Regions from separate parts of the Mus musculus genome. Here region 1 is linked to region 2. Evidence: chromatin contacts called from public HiChIP or PLAC-seq data. All regions are on one chromosome and are shown on one strand. Each heading gives the region's core, a stretch centred on a gene start, on an enhancer-like site or on the middle of the called end of the contact. The rest is flanking DNA. Distances are from core to core; before and after follow the strand shown. Region 1 overlaps Fryl (FRY like transcription coactivator). Region 2 overlaps Fryl (FRY like transcription coactivator).

Evidence for each region. HiChIP or PLAC-seq counts read pairs in DNA pulled down with a chosen protein or histone mark.
Region 1: an HNF4G HiChIP or PLAC-seq map of pancreatic cancer cells shows a contact between it and region 2. The contact joins two enhancer-like sites. A contact is called at or near these places in 1 of 484 Hi-C or Micro-C datasets (embryonic stem cells), 3 of 115 datasets of contacts at active chromatin or transcription factors (embryonic stem cells, fetal liver and pancreatic cancer cells) and 3 of 9 other capture datasets (adipose tissue, embryonic stem cells and pancreatic islet).

Annotation. Positions count from the first base shown.
Region 1 is chr5:73,181,416-73,187,306 of GRCm38.p6, forward strand. The region is part of intron 3 of Fryl (FRY like transcription coactivator); the gene reads right to left. Among named protein-coding and RNA genes, the nearest start is that of 1700071G01Rik, 27 kb to the left of the region's middle. Within about 2 kb of position 1,491, at least 62 of the 459 cell types and tissues checked have an H3K27ac peak or open chromatin away from gene starts, as enhancers often do. A contact at or near this core is called in pancreatic cancer cells, where this site is marked.
Region 2 is chr5:73,100,642-73,107,428 of GRCm38.p6, forward strand. Fryl (FRY like transcription coactivator) reads right to left here. Exons shown (of 63, transcript NM_028194.2): 19 at 4,034-4,141; 20 at 813-1,050. Among named protein-coding and RNA genes, the nearest start is that of 1700071G01Rik, 53 kb to the right of the region's middle. Within about 2 kb of position 3,175, at least 33 of the 459 cell types and tissues checked have an H3K27ac peak or open chromatin away from gene starts, as enhancers often do. A contact at or near this core is called in pancreatic cancer cells, where this site is marked.

The DNA of each region.
Region 1 (5,891 bases), core at 241-2,740, 79 kb after region 2:
TATATTCAAAAAGAACTATTTTAAAGTGTGTTTATAGTCACTTTGTTTCTAAAGGTTTTTATTTTTATTTGCATGTGTGTGTGTGTGTGTCTGTCTGTCTGTCTGTCTGTCTGTCTGTCAACAGAGACCAGAAGAGGGGATCTGACATCCCTAGGGTTGGAGATATAGGCAGCTATGAGACACCTGATGTGGGTGCTAAACTCAGATCCCCTGCAAATACAGGAAATGATAGTAACAGCTGAGCCATTCTCCAGCCCAAGGTTAACTTTCTTTTAACTCGATTTTAAAATAGAATGGGGAATTTGAGAAGACTAAGAATAATGAGAATTTTTAACAGGTTTCTTCATCAAGGGAGCTGGAAATATGTTCTAACTAGTACTTCCTCCACACACAGTGTAAGAGACTGTATGACCAGCCTGAGCTTAAATTACTTCCGAAAAGCAGAAAACCCATCAAAGGGCTACATGAAAGAACAGGAAGAAATTGGAGCAGGCAACTATGAATAATCTACACCTGTATTGCTTAGCAATTTAAATCAATCGACAACGACGTGCTTAATTTAATAGATGCAGAATCTAGAAAAATAAACTGTCTAAGGCGAGCATATGGATTCTAATTTTTAGAACCAAATCACCTTCGTCTGAGATTAACTTCCCTTTATAATGAACCCTTTCTTCCCTTCCCCTCTCCTTTTTCTTCTTTGCTCTTTTCTTGAGATTGGGTCTCATGTAGCCCAGGCTAGTCTTGAGTTTGCTGTGGACTCCTATGCCCCAAGTCACCTCCCACTTGCTGGTATCACAGTTCATACCTCCACTCCCAGCATAGATATTTTTAACACAGGACGCAGAACCAGATCGGGTTCAATAAACTTTATGACTGAAAAATGATAGCGTGGTGGATTCTATCCACATAAACAGCAGGACGGGGAGGGTGGAAGCCTAACTCCCGCCTGGTAGACAAAGGGTTCCATTGTGAGATGGACCCTGACCGGCTTGGTTGACAATAACAGAACTTCACATGGGCACTGGGGGCAGAGAGGGAATGAGATGAGACAACAGATGTTATCTTTAAAGAATATACCGTCTGGCCTTGCTCACACTGCCACAGGATCGCAGGGGTCTGTTTTGTTTTGTCTTGTTTTGATTTTAATTTTGAGAGACTTTACGATCACTTATCATAGTCTCTGAAGTTTAATATGAGGTAACTGATATCGAACTGGTATCCTGCTACAGACAAAAAAAAAAAAGAAAAAAAAAACCACTCTCGCAAGGGTTACATAAAATAATAAAATACAAGGAAATATAATGCTATATTGCTTCAAAGCCTCCGGCGTCCATTGCGAGGTTAGGTCTGTTCCCTGACCTCAGCAATATTCTTTTCTCTATTATATTTTAACTATTAGAAAACTTTGGTTCCTAGGGCAAGCCTGTTGTGTTTCTGTAAACAAAGTCACACCGGGATATGTCTCATACAGTCATCACTCATGAGTCATCTGTGGCTGCCCTGGCCCATAGCTTAGGTTGGGTATTGATAATAGAGACACACAGCTTACAAGACCTGAGAGACTTACTCTCTAGGCTTTCATAGATAAAGTTTGTTATTGTAGATCTGCACTTGCTAGATGCAAGATTCTCTCTTCCTCTGCCTTTTAGGATCGTTTTGTTTCTGTGACGTTGGAACTAATAGAAGGCTACCATTGCTCAGGAACCAGTACTCTCTGAGCAATGTTCTCTGGCTAGGAGGAAAAATCAGTGGGCTAAGTACCGCTTCAGGCGCCTGCTCTGCTTTGGCACATACAAGACAGGCGCCTAGGACAGCAGCCTCCAGTTCCTCAACCAGCCCTCACCGGATGCTTCCCGACCACATGGTATAGACCTGAGCTCTGAAGTTTCCTCACATAAAGCCAGGTCAATACAATCCTCCAAGAGCTAATATTTTTATGTTAAATAGACTAACAGAAACAAGCAGGCAGAGGAGTGAGGTCAGGGGAATGGCCTGGAGGCATCGCACTGGAGAGTCCCACACCCCACTGAGGCTGTAACCACCAAGTGTAGCCCTTCAACCCGAAGGCACAAACCCAGTCTGTACCTGCGCCCAGGTAGCTTCTGGGACATGCCTTGTTCCCTGAATTCTCTTCATAGCACACTGGAGACTGGTCTAGTCTTTTATGTTTTCAGCTTTACTCACCACAACCTAGTTTTGAACCACGTCTGTCTAAGGCGAGCATATGGATTCTAATTCTAAAATAAATAAATTTATTTATTTTAGCGTATTTTGCTTAGTTTTCTGCTCTGGTGGTATGTGTTTGTCCTGTCTGACAGTGATATCTGTCACTCAAATATCTACCCCTAAGTAAATCTGCTGACCCCACAGATTCTAACCAGTCTCTGTTTTTATTGTCTTATTCATGTTGGTATGACTTTTAAATCTAAGCTATATAGATTATATTATTTCAGAGGTGCTTAACTAAGCACTCATATGCATATTTCTCTTATTCCACTTAAATTAACCTTAGATTATATAATTCTTTCCCCTTTTGCTTCTTACATAAACCACTGACCAGGAAGGTAGGCAGTACCCCTTCTAGCTAATGAAATCCGGACCAATTCAGAGGGTCCTGAGTGGATTAGGACTAAAGTATTAGAAGCAAGTAAGGAAAGAGACCTGGAATAATGGTTAAACACCTGGATACAAGGAACACAGACACACATTGCTTAATATTGCTCTACAGCGGGGTGTAGAGTCAGAGAAACCTGGTGGCAGGCAATTTTGCCCCTCTGTAAACATCACTGAAAGTATTTACCGTAAACCAGGATGGCTAGGACATCATTCAGTGACTGTAGAGGAAATTTAATCCAGCTATGTGGGTGTTCCTTCAAGGGATCCCATCCAAAGATATGATCCAGCCAGAATGTGACACATCCTGGATTATAGTATAATCTGACTGGAATACAGGCACGCCCTTAGCGCACACAGGCCTTTAATCCCTAAAAATAAAGGTAAGGTTACTTTCTAGAAGGAAGCAGCCACGTTTGAAAGTGACATCTAATTGAGGGGCAGACAAAGTGACAAATCAGAGAAAGATTTGACAGACTGAGTCAGAGACAAGATATGCCCAACTCACAAGAACAGCAGGGGAAGGGAGGCTACTTAAGAGTATCGAGAGGGGGCGCTGGAGAGGTGGCTCAGTGGTTACGAGCCAGACTGCTCTTCCAAAGGTCCTGAGTTCAAATCCCAGCAACCACATGGTGGCTCACAGCCATCTGTAACGAGATCTTCTGGAATCTGAAGACAGCTACAGTGTACTTACATATAATAATAAATAAATCTTTAAAATAAAAAAAAAAAGAGTATCGAGAGAACAAAAAGGGTATGTGCTGTGGTGGGTGGTGGGGACAGTTTTACCAGGACAGCTTTACAGACACAGGTTACAGAGAAAATAAGCTAGACACAGATGAAGACAGAACAAGCCAGGGAATGAGAAGGAGCTAGAAGATTAGAACACATTAGCAAAGTTGGTATGAGGCTAGAAAGAACAATTCAGTCAGAAACCAAGAGCAGCTGGGTTGCATCAGCCAGCTTGGCAAATGAGAAGCTAGAAGCTTCCAGACCTAGGCCTGGGGATAGTGGGAACAGAGAAGGAAATGCCCGGGACTAGTCCCAAGCCCTGGATTCACACAGCTTGGGTTTGGCTCTCATCTTATTCCTTCATCTAAGGAAATAAAAGTGACTTATAAGTGATCAGTCTTATACAACCACTACCACTACATGTGTCCATCACTGACCACAACATCCTTACACGGCACATGACAATATTTTAACCGCCGGAATCACCACAGCAGTCTCCACTGGCTCAGTGTTAGCCATGTGACTCAGGCCAGCCATAGCAGTGGAACTGACGGCAAATGAACCCATCTTTACTTCAAGTGCGCTTCCTGTAAATCCTTGAAATAAAGATCCTTACCAAATGCTACCTGCAGTTAAGTGTTCGTTCCCACTCTGTACCTATGCACCTGTGCACAGCCTGGGGAGACAGTCTCAAATGAAGCTTCTCCTCACAGAGTGACCAGGCTGGGGAAGCAGCCAAGAGAAATTATAGATGGAACACGGTCTAACTAACTTCTGACTCACACAGTTGTTTGACAATGGCTATTTGGAGGACAACACGGTGTAGACAAAGGAGGAAGCAAAAACACCCTGTGACCCAAGCTCCAGAGGGCTTCCACGAAGCCGTACATCACTCTGGAACTATGTGTAAACAAAGAAGGAGGTACACAGTCCTAGAAAATGTGTTCTGATACAGTGCTCTAAGGATACATTCAAGGGATTCATCTACCTTCAAATCAAAAGCCCAAAGGTTTTTCAAATAACTTTTACCACCATTCATTGAGCAATGCATCATTTTTGCTAACTTTCTATAATCATGGAAACAAAGATCAGTAATATTCACACATCTAACGAGTACTTATTAAACAACTATTAGATTCTCAACTCCAGAACACACCCAAGAAGTAATGCCCTCTCTGTCCATCCTGTCCTCCCGCTCTCCTTTTTTGAAGTCAAGGTCTCACTTTGTGCTAAGTGTTCACACATCTCTTCTATCCTAAATGCTGATATTTGTTCTATTCAACCTATCACTGCCCCTGCTCGGAGTTGATTATAAAAAGTCAGTGTTGATCAATCTGCTGGTGAGTGCCTGAGGTCAAGCGACTAGAGGCTGAGGCAGGGGGATCCAACATTCAAGGCTTGCCTGAGCTACCCAGTGAGTTCAAGACTAGTCTAGACAATGTAGGAAGACTTGTCTCAAAATAAAAACCAGGGGGCAGAAAATACAGCTCAGTAGTAACATGTTTGCCTAGCTGTGGGTTCCAATACAATGCAACAGTAACAGCACACTGCACATTTCTGTCCTTCACCCAACACTTCCTCTTGACTCCAAACAGCATTAATAATAACAAAATGAAGGTTAATCCTATCAGTAGAAAAATAACCCAATCCTGGTGACCCACGGACTCAGTAGCTTTTATAAAGAAATGTGCAGAAACACACAGCCTGTACTTTAGAGTCACAGTGCTCTCTACATGGTGGCTATCCAAATCAAAAATGGTATGGTACATTCTCAACCAGTAAGCCACATTTTCTTCCCACTAACTCTTATGCCTAGAGATAGTTCACTAATAAATGTGACAGCAGGGACACTATGTTTTCTGTTGTTTCTTTTTGAGGTGTTTGGGATCAAACCCAAACTGGGCAAGAGTTCTACTACTGAACTGCACACTCCAGCCCTGGGATCAGTCTTGAGTCACATGATCAGGATGCTATCCAAGAAGGATGCTGAAGCATCTTGTGAATAGGAGATGACTGCATGTGCTTGATCGTTCTGATACCTACTAGACGTGACAAACAAGTGACATACTTCTTTAGCAATATCATAACATGACTCAGCTGTGCACAGGAGAGTCCTTTACAAGTAGGCTACCTGACCATTTAACTTAAAAGCTCTATTCAAGTAGGAATCAGAGGATAGGGGAGGGGGGTGGCGTTTGGGGGGAGGGGGGAGACCCACCGAGGTTTTATTTTAACTTCATTAACTTCAAATGTTTAAGTCATGTTTAATCCCCAGCTTTCTGACACAGTGCCAGGGCCCTGTCATTTAGGCTGGATTTGTGGGTTACACCACTGTCCTTCTTGCCTAAGACCAAAGCCTCATGCACTTGACTACCCTGCTCAGTTTCGGAGAGTACTCAGTGGTCAATCCCCAGTCCTTAACACTGCTCTGGCCTGTTTACCGCACGGTTTTGTTTTTCCTCTAGAAAAATCTACCTTCCTGGAGCCCAGCCAAAGTGTCCACCTCTGTTTATACCAAACCAACCCTCTTTCCACTCTCATCT
Region 2 (6,787 bases), core at 1,925-4,424:
GTGATGGTGTGGACTGCCATCTCGGCAACTCAGGAGGCTGAAGCAGGAAGGTCTCAAGTTTCAGACCAGTGTAGGAGACAGAATGAGTTCAAAGCCAGCTTGGGCAGTAACTTTGTGAGTCTCAAAATAAAATGTAAAAGCAGGTTTTGGTGTGCATCTCGGGGGTAGAGCCCTTGTAGGGGGAGTGAGGCTCAAAGCGCAACTGATCCGTTATCAGATCACAAAAGAAATCAGAGTATGCTGAGAATAGTGTTCCAATGGAGCCTGGCCGTGGTGGCCCATGCCTTTAGTCCCAGCACTTGGGAGGTAGAGGCAGGTGAATCTAAAGTTCAAGGCCAACCTGGTCTACAGAATGAGTTCTAGGACAACCAAGGCAACACAAAGAAACCCTGTCTTGAAACAAACAAACAAATAAACAAAAAACCCCCAACCCTTATATGGTAAAGAAGCACAGATCTGTGCGCTCAAGAAACTGGAGCCTTTGCAAAAGCCATCAATCCAAATGACACACTACCAAAGGTTTCAGGTATAAACTTTGAAATGCTGGAAACGCCTTACTGTAAGAATTAATTCTATGATTCCGGCGCTCGATAAAACGTTAACGTGATACCAAACGAAGAAGGCTAAAGGCCGGACCCAAACGCTTGGTATCCAATACATGAATGAGGAGAAAGCCCAGCACAAGGGATTATCATCAAAAGAAGGCCATTCCAACTAATAACAACGAGAGCCAGCGTGTGTCAGTTAACTTCACAATCCGTCACTTACTACCGATCAGTCCCAAGGCAATACAGTGGGAGAGCACTTGGTACCTGGGAGTCCTGGGTCCTGTTGTACATCTGAGCTGCCTGTTTCCATTGATTTATTAATTGTACCAACATCTTTACAGCGTTATCAAGAAGGGTGGGGTGGACATCAGTCACTTCACGAACGATAAAATATACAAAGCCTGAAAGCACATCCTCGCGCCAGTCTGGGAAATCAAGCATCAGAGCCTGCAGGGTGTTGAAGGCCAGCGCCCGCAGTTCTTCATCCATGTGGATTGTGAGCCTGTCCAAGACACAATTCCACACAAGCCCGTGAGTGGGTAGCAGGGTGAAACACAGTGCCTGCCGTCACCTAACACTTAAAAGTAAGAAACCCCAACATCTGTCTCTCCTAAAACTGAAAACTAAGATACTTGATCTGTCCCTTTGCGTGCTCTGGGAGCATATGAAGACAGGCGCCCAGGCTCACTCTGCACTGCTATGAGCCCCTGTCTGTACTGGTCTATAGTTTAAATTCCATGGGTAACGCTCAGGAAAGTAAGTCTTGAATTTAATTGATAGGCTTTTGATTGGGAATACAGATGGTATCAGAAATCCACTGCAAATTCCTTCAGTCCTTAACACACTTTATAGTGCTCTCCAATAATCAATATAAAAATATGTCCAACCACACGGGATCTTAATATCAACTTACACTTATTTAGTTACGGAAGAGGTCATGACTAATGTCAACCATTTCTTAAAGGCATTTAAGGTTGTAGACGGAATATAAATAGCTCATTACAAAGGCAATATCAAGACGGAGTCAAAAGAAGTCATTCCTAAGGGTAGGAATGGGAGTAATATAAGAAAAAAGGGCTATGCCTTGAAAATAAAATGTGTCAACAGCCCACCAGGTCCGCGAAGTTATGATGAGCAAGGGGGATGGTATGTGGCTAAGAAGTGAGGTATCACAGTTTATCTCAGCTCTGGTCTTCACTATAAGCCAGCCTTCAACTGACAGAAACTAAAGAGACATCCGTTGTAGTGCGGCATAGGTTTTAGGAGCAAATAACACTAGTTATTTACACTGCCTTTATTTAAACCCATGACTGTCTAGATAGCTCGCGCCAAATCGGTGTGACTCAGGACATACGTGCCTTGTGCAGGGGAGAGAACAATGGGACCTTGCTAATTAAATTCAAGGGATTATTTTTCCCTTTATAGAGGTTTCTAAATTTACAACACGCCTTGTGTGGTTGTCTGCTATCTGGCTTCCCTTACTTTTGAGTAAGGAAGAGTTAGACACTGTAATTCCAAACCAACATATTCTAGATTCTTTCTGGCCATGGAAGTAAATTAATTTAAGATGGCAGCTGCAGGGAGAGGAGGGAAAGGAGGTAGCAATTAAACTGCCATTCACTGCTCCGAGGCTGGCTCCTTCCAGCCCCAGCATCCCTCGCCTTGAGCCTGTCAGGTGTGGCTTCATTCCTGGGGGAGGTGAGAGGGGTGATGTCAGAAATTTATCTTGCAGGATCATCTTCCGGAAAGATGTAGGTCAAGGGAGGCTGAGGTGGGACCAGTGAGGATGGATTTGACAGTAGCTGCTCACTGCTGTAAGGACGAACACTGTGGGTTAGCACTTCAGGTTCCTAGTAGGATGCCAGTTTTCTAATTCTGCACTGTTTATATTTTATCTATTGTATTTTGGAGACGGAGGTCTCAGTATATAACACAGTCTCCCCTCCAATTCTCAATTCTTCCTGCCTCTGACTCTTGAGCGCTGGGAGCCCACACAAGGTAAAGGTAAAGGACCAACTCCAATCCAAAGACGACCTCTGAACTTTACACTTGTGCCATGGCATGTGTCCCCCACCCATCATACACATGCACATATGGTAAGAAGAAATTAAAGTTTCTTTTTTAATTAAAAAAAAATTAAGCGAGAGCTGAGCCTTTTAGCACAAACATCAAACTGCAGGTACTTAAGAGACTGAGGCAGGAGGATTCCCAGGTTCAGGCCTGCCTGGCATACAGAGGGAAATCAAGGTCGACCTTGAGAGCATAGTGAGACCTTATTTCAAAATGAAGCATACACGTGTGCCTATACATAATGCAGCAGGATCCGCAGCTATGGAGGAGTCCTTGCCTAACATGCACAAACCTTTAGGTTCAACTCAGTGCCACAAACCAGCAATAAAGAGGCTGAGTGGGGAGAGAGAGAAGTTATGGAAAGTAGTTTCAAGCGAGCCCCTCGACTCCTCATAGTCGGGAGACAAATGCCACCGTCTCCGGGGTCCCAGCACCTGAGGGAGGCGCAAGGCTGTCTGGGAAGTGCCAGGTGTTCTCGCCCAGGGCTGGAACGAGCCACAGTGCTGCAGCAATCTGGTCACTATTTACACAAGATGGTGACTGCCCAGCAACCAGCAAACAAACCAGTCACTGTGTTTGGTTTTCCACTAGGGTGTGGCTGGCCAACTGTGGCTCTGGGCAGGCTCCAGGCAGATGCCCAGTCATGTTCAGTCCTGCAATATGGTCTGGCTGCTTCTGTAATGCCACAGTGGGAATGCAGACATGACACACACTGAGGCAGTGGGTCTCAACCTTCTTAATACTATTATTACCCTTTAATACAGCTCCTCATATGGTAGCGACCCCCCAACCACTGCCACTTCACAAAGTGTGATTATGCTAGTTATGAATTGTAATGTAAATACCTGTGTTTTCTGATGGTCTCAGGTCACCCCTGTGAAAGGGTTTTTCGACACCCGGTACCCCCAAAGGTTGAGAACCTCCGGATTATAGCACAATCAGCAAAACCACGAAATATTTACTGTCTGGTCTTCCATGGAGAAGCTGACCCCCTAACTGCATGGTCCCCAGGGGCACCCACACAGCAGAGCCTCAGCAGGCTTAGAATTAGGCTGGGAGACTTCACTTAAGTGTGGTTGCCATGGTATTTATCTACTTTATAGAGCTAATGGAGGAAGAAGAGGAGAAAACGCTTGGAGGCACCGGGCTCTCCTGCAGCAGAAAAAGCTAACTGGGCCGTGGTCACTACTCAGGATGCTGAAACCTCACTGAGCACCACGTAAGGGATGTTTGTCACGTAAACCCAGTGAACTGACAGTGAACTGGGAAATGGGGCTGAGAGGGGGACTTGGGAGGAAGTTAGAAGTTAAAAATTTGAGAGGGGGTTAATAAAAGATGAGAACGAAGAGAGCAAATCAGATGGCTCGAAGCTGTGCCTGCTGTGACCACAGAGAGTCAGGAATAATGCCACTCACCTTGCTAACAGCTCAATGAGGTCCGTTCTGCTCATACCATCGGGAATCAACCTTGGAATTGCAGCAATGCAGGTTCTAAACAAATCGATTTTGGGTTTTCTTTCCCCCCTGAAAAATGTATCACAACAAACAGAAAACAGAATAAGAAGCGTATCATGTGGGGTAGAAAGATCCATTTTACAAAAATGTTACAGAAGGCGGGAGCACAGTTCTAAGGTCCAATAAAAAAAGGGGGCACAAGCTGGAGAGATGGCTCAGTGGTTAAGAGAACTGACTGCTCTTCCAGAGGTCCTGAGTTCAAATCCCAGCAACCACATGAAGGCTCACAACCATCTGTAATGAGATCTGATGCCCTTTTCTGGTGTGTCTGAAGACAGCTACAGTGTACTTACATATAATAAATAAATAGATAGATAGATAGATAGATAGATAGATAGATAGATAGATAGATAAATCTTTAAAAAAAGGAGGGGCACAAGCAAATACACACACAGACCTAGCAGCTAGCTACCATCCATAAACAACGGAAAGGACGGAGACCATTCAGGAAGATGAGGGCTAGTAACTGACCTCACTAATTAGGAAACATGTATAATAACTTTATAATTTTAAATACTTAAAAAGTTCTATCCACTTTTATATTTAAAAAGAACTTAGTTATTCACAAACACCACTAAATACCAGTTACTATCAGGAATAGCTGTGTGATGGTGAATGTGGCTTGCTAACTTCATAGGCCCTAGCATCAATCACACAGGGTGCAAACCTCTGGCCACGCCTTGAGGGGTTCCCTACACTGGATCGAGGTAGGAAGTCCCATTGTGAAGGTAGGAGACATTATTCCAGGGTCTGGTCGATATCAAAGAGAGAAAGCTAGCAGAGCCGAAACATTCATTGCTCTCTGTGTCGTGAGCACGACGTGACTGACTGACTGCCTCAAGGCCCCGCCGCCATGACCTCGCTCCACACAAGGATGGAGCTACGGACTCAAATCAATCTTTCTTCCTCGAGCTGTTGTGGTTCAGGTATTTTGTCACATGGCAATAAGTAAGTAGTAAAAATAGTGTTGATGCTAAAAATATCTGAAATGGTAAGAGTTTTACAGTCAGATGTTCTTATAGATGAGGGTGCATATTGACTGTTCTTGTGATACACACCTGTATCTGTTTAGATTTTATACAATTACAATGCACTGATGCTTTAAGACTTAGTCCCTCCTGAGAGACAGCTGTTTAATACAATTTAATTTTATTACATATGTGTCTACGATGGGGGGCGGGGAGGCGATGCTAAGGCCCAAATCCACGGCCTTACTTATGCTAGGCAGGAGGAGCTCTGCCAAAGAGCTATCTTCTCACCTCCTCTACGATAGTTTTGGGAAGTTATTCACAAGTTTTACAAACCACTTAATGCGTGGCTTTTCGTTTTCGTCTGTACTTGAAGAGACGCTTTTCAGTTTCACCCTCATCATTTTCTAGTTACTCCAATAATAATCCCTGCGCAATCAAGAAACAACATGTTCAAAGAGTTTGGGTCAGTCTTTGTTAGAGATATTGGCACAGTTGTTACTCTGTGTGGCTTTAAGATGCATGGATTAGAGGGACCAAAAGTCAGATAAAAAAAAAAATACAGGTCCCCATTTAGGCCGCAGCTACTGCTTTAACAATAATGGCACAAATGTCAGGGCTGGCTCTCCGGTCCATAAGACATTTACTAAAATGGACAACTGAAGAGAAGCTGGGGCCAACAGAGATAAAAGTGGAGGGAGAAAAAAAGCAAAAAACCAAAAACCATAGCAAATTCTTACAATTTCAGGTTGTCACAGCATCTTCTCTAAATGTGAGCGTAACTGGAGCAGCGTGTCTCAGAGACCTCTGATGATGGCTAGCTCTACAAACTCCCCTTTGTCACAGATACAGATATGATGACCGGGTGTTAGCACCACGCCGTGAGACCACAGTGAGACAAGCTAGATACCTGCGCCCAGATGCAGCATGCAGACATGCCACGGCGACTTTCTAAGGAATAAATTAGGCCCACTACATGCCCCTCTTTGCCATTTAAAGTTCATTGTTAGACTACAGTTAGAGATCCCAGGAAGGGAAATTCAAATGGAATTGTGAAAGGAGAGCAAGCTGATCAGGGGACAGTTACTGTATCCATGAGGCTCCCATAGGACCATGGGAGGAACTGGATGTAAATGTTGTTGACTTTAATGCAAGAGTGGTTGTGATGAGCAGGAGAAAATGCCTCAGAGGAAGTCACACACACAGAAACCTTCACATTTGAAAACTCTCAGAACACTATATTACAGCGGTAAGCAAGAGCCATAAAGTACATAAGCCCAGAGAAGAAAATATCCCACGGGATATTCTAAGACCTGCAATGCAGATTTCTAAATCTACATTTACATCTAAAACCCCCTTATAGATAATACTGATTCTCGACAGCAAACAACAGGCATGGCTATCATAAACATAACACGTCACAGAAAGGGAGTATCTAACAATAGAGAGAAAAGATGCTGGGTGAAAAACAGCAAGCATGGCGGGGAGGGGAGGGGGGACTGGAGGGGGGAGGGGAAAGGGGGAGGGGATGGGATGGGATGGGGCTGTCTCTAAAAGACTTGCCCATGCTCTACTCCCTAGGCACTCTCTGGTTTCTACAATGGCTCTCAGATTTACAGGACTCTTGGCTTTCTTTTCTTTTCTTTTTCTTTCTTTCTTTTTTTTTTTTTTTAAGCAGGACTCTAAG